Linked DNA regions of Sus scrofa: region 2 is linked to region 1. A link is a contact called in public HiChIP or PLAC-seq data. All regions are on one chromosome and are shown on one strand. Each heading gives the region's core, a stretch centred on a gene start, on an enhancer-like site or on the middle of the called end of the contact. The rest is flanking DNA. Distances are from core to core; before and after follow the strand shown. Region 1 overlaps CTXN3 (cortexin-3). Region 2 overlaps LOC100516424.

The links. HiChIP or PLAC-seq counts read pairs in DNA pulled down with a chosen protein or histone mark.
Region 2: an H3K27ac HiChIP or PLAC-seq map of skeletal muscle shows a contact between it and region 1, with 4 times the contacts expected there. The contact joins two enhancer-like sites. A contact is called at or near these places in 2 of 47 Hi-C or Micro-C datasets (both in skeletal muscle) and 1 of 2 datasets of contacts at active chromatin or transcription factors (skeletal muscle).

Annotation. Positions count from the first base shown.
Region 1 is chr2:130,604,462-130,610,180 of Sscrofa11.1, reverse strand. It overlaps CTXN3 (cortexin-3), which reads right to left. Exons shown (of 2, transcript XM_005661613.3): 2 at 4,070-5,272. The coding sequence starts at 5,191. The coding sequence ends at 4,946. Among named protein-coding and RNA genes, the nearest start is that of CTXN3, 11 kb to the right of the region's middle. Within about 2 kb of position 1,705, at least 3 of the 83 cell types and tissues checked have an H3K27ac peak or open chromatin away from gene starts, as enhancers often do. A contact at or near this core is called in skeletal muscle, where this site is marked.
Region 2 is chr2:130,947,539-130,953,496 of Sscrofa11.1, reverse strand. All of the region lies in intron 5 of LOC100516424, which reads left to right. Among named protein-coding and RNA genes, the nearest start is that of SLC12A2, 66 kb to the left of the region's middle. Within about 2 kb of position 3,341, at least 2 of the 83 cell types and tissues checked have an H3K27ac peak or open chromatin away from gene starts, as enhancers often do. A contact at or near this core is called in skeletal muscle, where this site is marked.

The DNA.
Region 1 (5,719 bases), core at 456-2,955:
GGCAGAAAAATGGAGATAAAACTTTGACTCTATTCTAAATCCATCAGAGAGTCCTAGTCTAAACAGTGAACTTGGGGAGGGCCCCAGACTGGCTGAAGTGTTGGGTGCTGGCTCTTCAGGGCAAGAGCAAGCTGTAAGGACAAGGAGGCCTTGCTTCTGAAGAGGTAGACACCTGCCTGGAAATAAATCATTTATTCTTTTAAGAAACAGGAGACACAAAGTCTAGAGGGTCCTTCTTTTGCATCTCAAAACAAGTGAATAACCAACCTCTTCTGGCCAGGATCAGTTTGGTCCCGGATTGCACGTGTGCATACAGAGATTTGAGCACTTTTTCTGCAGATCATAATTCTCTCCTCTACAACTCTGTGATTAATCAATAATTGAGAAACCCCTCTGCATAATTTGTCTCAGAAGACATGCATCTCAGATCTCACAAATCACACCTCAGAATTTATTCAATGCTCTGGAGCTTCAAATATTTTTTGAAAACAATTCTATTTTGATATGTTTTACATGTCAATTCTAAAAGCTGACATCTTCTTGAAACTCTACGTTTTTTTTTTTAGATGATTCATAGTGGGCAAGTAAAATTTCTCATCACACAAAATTTATCAACATATTTATAAAAGCCTCAATGTTTCAGGAAAACACTATGCGATGAATCCAATAAAAAAGGAACTTGAATGCATATTTTTTCCTGCATGCGTAGGGATCTACTCTAATTTCTGCCTCCTAAAATGGTTGCCTACTTTGTGTCAGCTTTACACTTAAAAATAGTGAAAGCAGGATCTGGCTTGGAATGTTCATTAGTTTAACAGCAGGAGTCAAGTTAATCTCCTTCAAACCCCATATTAGACGTACTTTACCGTGTTTAAGATATTGAAAAACAACAACAACAACAAGTCTCTTGGAGGGAGCAGTGTTGATCCAGAACTGGGGTCCCTCAGGGGCATAAACCAGTCAGAGCCTAGACTGAGAATGAGCTTGCCACATTTTTTTTTCTGAATGAAAAGTCAGCTTTCTTCTAGAGTGACCTTCCAAGTAATTTTTGTCATCCTGGGATGCAGATATTCATGATAGAGGGCAGTGGCACTCATTATAAATATCTTGTAGGCAAAATGCTGCGCTGTAACTCCTGTAGCCAAAAGGCCAGGAAAGAGAGGGCTTCTGTGACCTTTTGAGAATGTGCTGTTTACCCCAAGGAGCCTGTGAGTAATTAAAACAGAGTTAGCACTTCTCACAGGGGGTGTCAGTTTACTCTGAAGAGCCCAAACTGTTTTCTCACTTGTTGTGGTCCTTTGGCCCTGGATAAGGGATGGATGGGGCATGGGAGACTCAGAGAGAGAGTGAGTGAAGAAGGAGCAGTAATCTGAGAAGGAAAAAACAAAAATAGAGTGGGAGAGAAGGGGAGGAAAGAAAGAAGAGCAGGCTTTGGGAGGCCCTGTGGCACTTCCTGGCAGTCCTGGGCGCAGAGGCCTCTCAGAGGGCAGGTGGCTATTTCCGTCTGTTCCTGTTATAGAAATGGGTCCTAGCACGGCAGGAGGAAGGGTGCGGAAACTGGCATGACAGCCCCTCTTCAGGTTGTTTTCTTTCTCAAGAATCTACAGGACCTTCATTTTGCCTTTCAGGGCCTTCGGATGGTCAGTTCCACCCATCCCTGTCCTTCGTCTGGAGCTCCAACTACCCCTGCAGCCATCTTTCCCAGTCAGGCTGCTCACCTCCCATAAGCCTTACACCCACACCTCCTTTTCCTCTTCTACTGATTTCCTCCTCTCTTTCTCTGCACATATCTAAAATGCCTCCGTCCTCAGAGTTCCCATTATGGTGCAGGAGGTTAAGAACCCGACTATTATCCATGAGGATGCAGGTTCGATCCCTGGCCCCCTTGCTCAGTGGGTTAAGGATCCAGCATTGCAGCAAGCTGCAGAGTCCAAGATCATAGATGTGACGTGTTCCCAGTATTGCAGTGAGTGTGCCTATGGCATAGGCTGGCAGGTGCAGCTCCGATTTGACCCCCAGCCTAGGAACCTCTATATGCCACAGGTGCAGCTATAAAAAGAAAATGCTTCCAACCTCTTAGGTCAAGGTACAACTTATTTCATATCAACTTACATTTCCTAAGGTTTCATACCAAGCACTTAGTCATAGAGTATCATCACCTGAGCCGCTGTTTCCTGGGACATTGGCTTGACTGTCTTGGCCCACACCTCTCCCGTATTCTGTCTCTGACCCATCTCTGCAGAATCAACTTCCAGGGATGGAAGGCTGTAGGAATCTACATTTTCAACCAGCTCTGCAAGTGAAACTGAGTAGACAGAGCAAACTAAAGAGGCAGAAATTTTCCTACTGCTATTTACTTTATGTTTTTCTTTATATATATATATTAAACTCCCAGATGATTCTGATGGTGTGGGAATGATAGGTTCCCAGAGTCATTTGAACCATGATTCAGATACACGCCTTCCTTCATTTCTCGGCTCTCCTACAAGGTAGAAAATTACTCAAGAGCAAAAACTAAACCTGTGTTTTTCCTGTATCTTCAGTGCTGGAAATGCCAGGCTCGCTCAAAGCCAATGCTCTGTAAATACTTGAATGTTTGAATAGACTCCCAATAAAATAGGGACAAAATTAAATAAGGACACACATGACATATAGCATGTTTGAAGAGAAAATAAAACTTTAAAACTAGTGAGTTAAAGGAAGATGTAACAGTAAGGCAAGAGAATACTCAGGTGATTAATAGACCCCAGGATGATCACAGATCAGCGTCAGTGTTTTGTTTCAGATCTAGAAGCAAAGGATCTTTGAAGGCATCAACGAACTTGTAGCATGAAGAAATCATGAGGTGATTCCTCTTTTTATTCTGGTCCATTCCTGAAGTGATGTATTCAGCTACAAAATCTGTAGCTAAAGAAGAAATCTGAGGAATTGGAGAGAGTTAAGACAGGAATCAAAACTTTCATACATTGCCAGAAAGAATGTAAAATAATGCAGCTGCTTTGGGAAACAGTCTCACAGTTCTTCAAAAAGTTAAACATAGAGTTAGCATATGGCCCAGCACATCCACTTGTAGGAATTCACTCAAGAGAACTGAAAACACACATCCGTCCAAAATCTTGTACAAATATGTTCACAGCAGAATATTTGTTCAGACTGGCCGGTGGATATGGTGGGTGATGAATAAACAAAAATGCGGTATAGACAAACCACAGAATATGATTTGGCCATACACAGAAATGGAGTACTTATCACGCCACAGCGTGGAAGAACCAACCTTGAAAACATGGTCAGTGAAAGAAGCCAGACACCAAAGACCACATATTCTTTGACTCCATTAATATGAAATGTCCAGAATGGGCAAATCCATAGAGACAGAAAGGGGACTAGAGATTACAAGGGGTTGAGAGGAAGAGGGATAGGAGGGACCTGCTGGAGGGTGCAGACTCTGGGATTAGAAAGATGGTCACATAATTCAGTGATTATGCTAAAATCTAGTGAATTATACACTTTAAAAGGCTGAACGTTATGGTATGTGGATTATATTTTGGTAAAGCTATTATTTTTTAATGACAGAAATCAAGAAGGAACATGGGGAGGGCTGAAAACTTGGCAGAAGACTTCCAAAGAATGTTAAAAAAAAAAAAATAAGGGAGAGAAGGAGAGGGAGAAAGAGACAGATTGAGAGAGACAGAGAGGAAAGCAGGGCTGCCTTTTTAGGAACCGTCGGATTTTTAGACTTCTTTTTTCATTAAAAAATGATGGCTAGCTGAGGTGAAAATTAGAAGCCCTAGACTATAAATACAGCCTAACAAGTTTAGATGCAAGTTTTTCCTACCAATACAGAAGCTGGCATAAGAGGTTTTCACATGTCTCTTTCTGGTGGACTTAAACAATGCTCAGAATAAGTCTTATGTGTCAGGACAATCTGTGGGAGCCCTTCCTGAAATGGGGAGGTGAGGAATTACACAACCTTTCATGGTCTTTGCTTGTTCTCTCTCTCTCGGAACAGTTAGTTCTCAGCATTCGATGTAACACACTGCCTCCAGAGCACTGAAATGAGAGGAGACACTTCTGTCTCTTGAAAAGTTTTATTTGGTTTCTATATTCAGCCATAAACACACATGCCTCTTAAGACTATAAAAGTCTTCTCTAAACAATTACCTTTTTATCAAAAAACAAAGCAAAACAAAAAAACCAAAACCCCAGCTTGGAGCAGCACTTGCAACCTATTATTTCAATCAATTGTGCAAAGAAAGTTAAAGTCACATTATGTATAGCTACCTCTACACATGTTATTGATATGAATATACAGAATGTACTTGGCTTGGTACAGAGTTTTAGAACATCCATAAGACTTTGAATTCAGTTGTACATGAAATATAAGATGATATCACCCTCACTCATATTTTCCAGAAGAGGTAGGACAGAAAAACCTCTTCTAGGCATTCCCATCACCCTCAATGCTCTTCACTTTAGGAGAAAACAAGTACCTGCTTTGGGTCCATTCAGCAACTGCTTCCTCATTCTCTGCCTAGGACTCAGAGTCCCATGAAAGTAAAACAAACTGAGAGACACAATTAGAGCGAGGAAGCCTCTTTTGGTCCTGTCACCAGAGTCAGAACAGGTCCTTCCTAGTCTTTTTCTCTGGTCAGGTCCCAGAGGGCTTCATTTTAGACCAAGTCACTATTGATGCTCTTGGTTTCACCATCATACACATTCAGCAGCCTTCAATCATTGAGTAAATACAGAAATTTAAACCTTCCTCTTTGGGGTGAGTGATGTAAACCTCCATCTCCAGTATCCTCAGATGTTTACTGATACTAGTTGTGGTCCTCCAACTAGGTACAGTTAAAATTTGAATTGCTGAGAACACTGACTAAAGAGAGTCCCTTTCCAAGACGTGAAGCACTCCTCCTCCTCATGACAGGCTCCTGCCCCTGTCCTGCTAGGCCAGGGCATGGTCAAATTGCCCTTTCTCTAGGCCTTCCAGTCCGTCAGCCCAGGTTGAGGTTGGCATGCTCCGATATGGATCCAGAAGAATCCTGAAGCACCTGACAATAAGGATGCCCAAGAAAATAAACAACAAAATCACAAAAACGAACGTGGTTTTCTGCTCCAGAGACATGCTAGCATCCGATGACACATTCCCAAGGGGCACCAGGGGTGAAGGGACGGGCTGGCCTCCATCCATCGTCCAGGGAAGCTGGAACACACAGTCCCTTCTTTTCCATCATCAGCCTGTTGAGCTCATGGTGGCTGTACCTTGAAGAGGCTGCAGGGAGAAGAAAAAAAAAAAAAAAAAAGGGAAGGAAAAGAAATAAACACCAAAGGGAACCTCATTTTCCAGGCTCACCATCATATTGTTCAGAGAAAAGAAGGAATCTCTAAATGTTTTCACCAGGGGTGCCTAACTCTATCTAATTATGGGAAAGAATAGGTTACTCTTGCATGAAATTACCAGACTGTCCTCAGAGCAGCCACCTGGGGCCAGGAGGGATGGGCAGGGAAGGCAACCAGAGTAGGGAAGATGAGAAATGTGCAAGGTAACGTTGACCTCAGGGTGTGCTGCCAACTTGACATCCAAACCCAGCCTCCCTGCCAAGTCTCTTCCAGCGTCCCTCCAATAATAGTACTCTCACATCATTCTAATAATGATACCATTGACTGAGCCCCAGCTATGTGTAAACACAAGACAGCCACTCGACTACAAGCTCCATCA
Region 2 (5,958 bases), core at 2,092-4,591, 340 kb before region 1:
CACACCTGCAGCATGCAAAATTTTCAAGGCCAGGGATCAAAACTGCACCACAGCTGCAGCCTGAGCCACAGCAGTGACAATGCCAGATCCTTAACCTGCTGTGCCACCAGGGAACTCCATAAATAGCCCTTTCTGAACACAAGCTTAAACATTCAAAATAACATTTTAACATTATACATTTTCCCTTCCCTGATGTGTTTTTCTGCTGCCAGAATGTGATACAGTTTTTGTTCTGCCCTCAATATTTCATCTTCTTCCAAGCTCAGTTGAAGTTCTATATCTTCAGAATATCCTCCTTAAAATCCAGCTCTCAATGATTATTTCTCGCTTTGAATTTTTAGTATTTTTTTATCTGCTTCATTCACTTTTAGGCTGAACTGTTACAATTTTTCAGCCAGAACAATGTCTCTTAAGCCACTGAAGGCAATGTCTTTGCATCTTTATGCCCTCTAGTGCATTATTAAGTAGATAGATATCTGCATCAAATCCTTGAGTGAGTGATCTTATGTATTTCAGTAACTCAGTACAATTTTTGTTTTATTTCAATAATGCAGCACATTTTATTTTTAACAACATTGTTGAGGTATGATTTACACACCATAAATTTTTCCCATTGAAAGTGCACAATTCATTCATTTTTAGCAAATGTATAGTGTGACCCTTGCCATAATCCAGTTTTAAAATATTTCAATCACCTCCCCATTCAAAAAACATTTCTTTGTGCTTATTTGCAGTCAACTCCTATCCCTACTTCCAGCACCAAGTAATCACGGATCCGTTTTGACTTTATAAATTTACCTTTTCTGAGCACTTTATGCAACCATAGGGAATCATACAATCAATATATTGTCCTTTGTGTCTGATTCTCTTTCACTGAGAAGATGTTTTTGAGGTTCATCCACACTGTACGTATATCAGTATTTTATTCCTTTTTATTGCTGAATACTGTTCCAAATATGGACATAACATTTTGCTTAATTGTTTGCCGGCTGAAGAACATTTGGGTTGTTTCCAGTTTTGGGCTGTTGTGAGTAACACTTCTGTGAACATTTGTGTACAAATCTTTGTGTGAATTTATGTGTTCATTTTCTTGGGTAGATTCTTAGGATTGAAAATGCTGGGTCATCTGGTAAGCTCGTATTTAACTTCATTAAGAAACTACTAAACTATTTTCCAAAGTGCCTTTGTCATGTGTAATCTCACAACAACAAACATGCTGAGGCCTACTTTTTTGTAGACTCTGCTGGTTTCTGTGGTTTCAAAGATAAGCCAAAGTCCCTGCTTTCTAGGGATTCATTGTCTAGTAAAAAGGAATAAATTATCTCCAACTTAGTTTTTTTCTGGCCCTGTAAAAGATAGGAATGCAGTTGATCATAACTCACAAAATACTTGATTATCACACTATCAGTTTTTTAATATTAAAGACATTTAATGATTTCAAATAGTAAGAAGTCTAAACCTCTGCTTGGGTGCCAGAGTTCAACAGTACTTTCAGTGACTATCATTCCTTGCAACTTTCTGTTCAAGCCCTATGGGCTGACTTTTCTTTCTAATGCTTGTCCTGTAAAGTTTCATTACAGCTGTTGTAGCTCCAGGAATGGCATCTTCAAACCATTGCATTCACAGCCAAAAGGAAATACGGTCTCCCTCGCTTTTCTTTTTATTACCGCTAAATCTCTTCCATAAATCATCCCCCAAAGAAAATGCCCCTTTTCTATGTGTTTGATACTGGGTTATATATTTACTTGTAAATCAGTCTCTATCAAACAAGGGTAGGTAGCTAAGTTCATTTACCTTGGGGCTGAGTGAGAAATAAAATTCGTATTATGTTGAATCTCATCTTTACCATGACTCTTTGGATAGTCTTTTTTTTTCTTTTGTCTTTTGTTTTTTTAGGGCCACATCTGCAGCACATGGAGGTCCCAGGCTAGGGGTCGAATCTGAGCTGTAGCCACCGGTCTACACGAGAGCCGTAGCAATACCAGATCCGAACCGTTTGCGACCTACACCACAGCTCACAGCAATGCCAGATCCTTAACCCACTGATCGAGGCCAGGGATCGAACCTGCAACGTTATGGTTCCTAGTCGGATCATTTCCGCTGCACCACAACGGGACTCCTCTTTGGATAGTCTTTAGACTGCATGTTGGGGCCGTCACATTAACATTCTCAGCCTCAGTTTCCTGTTCTGTAAAACAGAAGTAAAAATGGTATTGAAGTTAGACTAGACTCAGGGAAATCTCTGAAGATTCTTGCCAGTTTACAAGCTACCTTGGTATATTATTCAAAATTTCCCTTCTCTGGAGTTCCCATTGCGGCTCAGTGGGTTATGAACCCGGCTAATATCCATGAGGATGCTGGTTTGATCCCTGGCCTCATTCAGTGGGCTAAGGATCTGGCGTTGCTGTGAGTTGTGGTGTAGGTCGCAGGCATGGCTGGGATCCCACCTTTCTGTGGCTGTGGTATAGCCTGACAGCTGTAGCTCCAGTTCAGCCCCTGCCTGGGAACTTCCATATGTCGCAGGTGCAGCCCTGAAAAGAAAAAACAACAACAACAACAACAAAAAACTTTCCTTCTCCATTCCAATGTGACTTTATTTCAGGTCCATTCTTTCTCAATTCTGGGATCTGCCAACAAATGAAGTGTCTAGGATCTGCACACACAGTGTTGAGGTGGAGAGGTAAGGAAGTAATTTTTCTTTTTGTTTGTCGTTAGGCAAATCTACTCTTTTCTCCATCTGATTTTGCTTGGATCATATCTTGGATCTTACTATGCTTTTATTAATGTAGCATTGAAAGAATTCAGATCATGATCTTCAGTACAAAACCCCCTTGTTTAAAAGATGTCTTTGTGGTTGGCTTGTCTGCTATTTAAAAAGCACTATGGTACTTAACTATTCCAGCTGCTAAACAGGTGTCAGATGATCCTCAGAGCAGCTGTCCAAAAATAGAACTTGAGCCTGGAATATATTCTCAGGCATAGCTATAAGCAATCACACTATAATTAATGTAAATGAACACCGGGCAGATTTTTTTAGGGAATTTTAATGCAGTACAAAAAGATTTTCATTGTTTGTAAAAAATTGGGTTAGCTCTTTGAGATCAGAACCAAGAGCTTTATGATTTAGGGGGAATTTTTTCACCCACTACAAAGAGTACAGCATAAAATATAGTATGCCAGAGGATGTCCCTTTGGTATTTTTCCTATGAACTCTTTGTTTGTTTGTTTGTTTGTTTGTTTGTTTGTTTTGTCTTCTTGCCACACCTGAGGCATGTGGAATTAGTTCCCAGGCCAGGGATCTAACCCAGGTGACAGCAGCGACCCAAGCTGCTGCAGTGGCAATGCCATATCTTTAACTCACTGCCCCACAGGAAAACTCCTTTATGAACTTCTTAATGTAAGAGCATGATGAGATTAATTTTGTTGGACTTCTTGAAGAGGCTGAAAGGTAAGCGGAGTGGAGGCTGGGAAGAGAAAGATGCCTTTGGCAAGGTGATAGAGAGCTGATAAGGATGTGAAGAGGGGCATTTATTTAGCACTTGTTGAACTCACGAATATCGCAAGTACTTGCGGTATCTCACACAATTACTGTAAAAAAACCTATCAAGAAAGTTCAGTTATCTTCCTTTTACAAATGAGAAAGTAGATGTGGTTAAGGAAATTTTCCAAGTGCGTAGTTACTAATTGACAGAACTAGGACTCAAACCCACATTTAACTCATTTCAGAGCCATGCTTCTAGCCACTGTGCATACTACTTACTGACCATCAGGTTACAAGTGTTAGTTTTTTTTTTAAAACAGTATTTTTGAGGTATGTTATCTATTATTTTAATGTTGGAGAAAGAGAGTCTAGTTGCTGTTAACGCGTATGGTAAACCTGGAGTTCCCTTGTGGCACAATGGTTTGACAATCCTGTGTTGTCTCTGCAGTGACTCTGGTGGCTGCTGTGGCTTCAGGTTGGATCCCCGGCTGGGACATTTCCACATTCTGTGGGCACAGCCATAAAAAAAAAATTAAAATGCGTGGTAAAATCATAGAATAGATAATGTACAAAAATCTTAAAATACTTGTGTTGGCATAAAAAATAAAAATAGCCGAGATCAGTGGAAGATAAAGAATTCTTTGACTCAGAGGTCAATTATTTCAGGGATTTAAAAATGTGATTGGAAAAAATACACTTTCGGAGGAGTTTCCTGGTGTCTGAGGGGTTAAAAATCTGGCGTTGTCACTGCTGTGGCCTTGGGTCACTGCTATGTCAGGCGTTTGATCCCTGGCCCGGGAACTTCCATATGTCACAGACGAGGCCCCAAAACAAAACAAAAGTTGGAGTATGGGAAGTTATATCGAATAAGGGACAGATAATGTAGTATTTAGAAAAAAGAAGTGGAACTATTTTGAAGTTAGAGTTCAGGGTAAAAAGACAAATACTGGCGAGGAAGAGTGAATGTAGTAGCATGGGTGAGCTGAGATGGCAGATCAGGGGTTCAGGACCTTGTTAGAGCTGGGGCAATAGAAATAATGTAGAAACTGGAAATGGGGGTGGATATAAAGATGTGACCCACGTTGTTAAAGCAAGGGATAAGAGCTGACTAAAGGAAGAACTTGGGTCCCCCAGGAAAGACTTAGAAGTGCTAGAAAGAGGAAGAGGTTTATGGAAGATACTGTGCAGTGATTTTTTTTTTTTTTTTTGTCTTTTTTTGTCTTTTTGTCTTTTGTTGTTGTTGTTGTTGCTATTTCTTGGGCCGCTCCCGCGGCATATGGAGGTTCCCAGGCTAGGGGTCTAATCGGAACTGTAGCCACCAGCCTACGCCAGAGCCACAGCAACGCAGGATCCGAGCCGCGTCTGCAACCTACACCACAGCTCACGGCAACGCCGGATCCTTAACCCACTGAGCAAGGGAAGGGACTGAACCCGCAACCTCATGGTTCCTAGTCGGATTCGTTAACCACTGCGCCACGACGGGAACTCCTGTGCAGTGATTTTAAGCTCAGCCTGACCTCTGTAGTAGAAGCAACATTCTTGAGCAGTGAATTAAACAGACAGAACGATGTTAAGATGTACCATGGATTTGTATCCATATGCACTTAGTCTTGAAGAATTGTGAGAAAAGCATCATTGACTGTGGAGCTTAAGGATTTGAGTCCAGCGCTGGATAGGCTATTTCCTGTTAAGCTGTGTGACATTGTGCAAGTTATTTGCAGCCTCTGAACCTCGGTTTCCTCATCCATAAGATGAGGTGTTGTTTACATTAAATGTGGTAAGGTGTGTGAAAGAACTGAACATATGGTGATACCGAATTGTTTCCCATAATGCTCCTCTTAAAAGATTTTAAATGAAAGAATGAATGATTTCATAAATTAAAAGATCCAAAAAGGATAAAAATTATACAGTAAAAAACAATTCTCTATCCACCTGTAACACTTGGGCCTGTACCCTAGAAGCATTCCCCATCAATAGACTCCTGTAGCCTTCCAAATAGTATATGTAAGATCTCCATGTTTACTTTGTATATCATTTGGGATATTCTACATGTTATTTTTTTCACTTAATAGTATACTCTGGAGATCATTTTATAATAGCACATGTGAACAAACTTCATTATTATGAGTTTGAAAGTATCACTTTAGCCAATCCCCTCTTTTTTAAAATTAAAATGTATAGTTGATTTACAATGTTGTGCCCGTTTCTGCTGCAACCAGTCCCCTCTTGATGGGCACTTAGGTTACATCTAGGTCTTAGTTTATTATCAACCATTGGGCATTCTGACAAACATTGCAATTTAACAAACACTAATACTTCCTGTGTATAAAGCCCAGTTTTAAGCATCATTAGATAAATTAGAATTTTTTTTGCCATCAAGGAACTCATAACCTAGGAAGTGCAGTTGGCTGACAGTTCCTGACCTGTACACAACAGTCTAAGCAACATGACTCAGAAATGCTTTTTCCTGTCTCCAC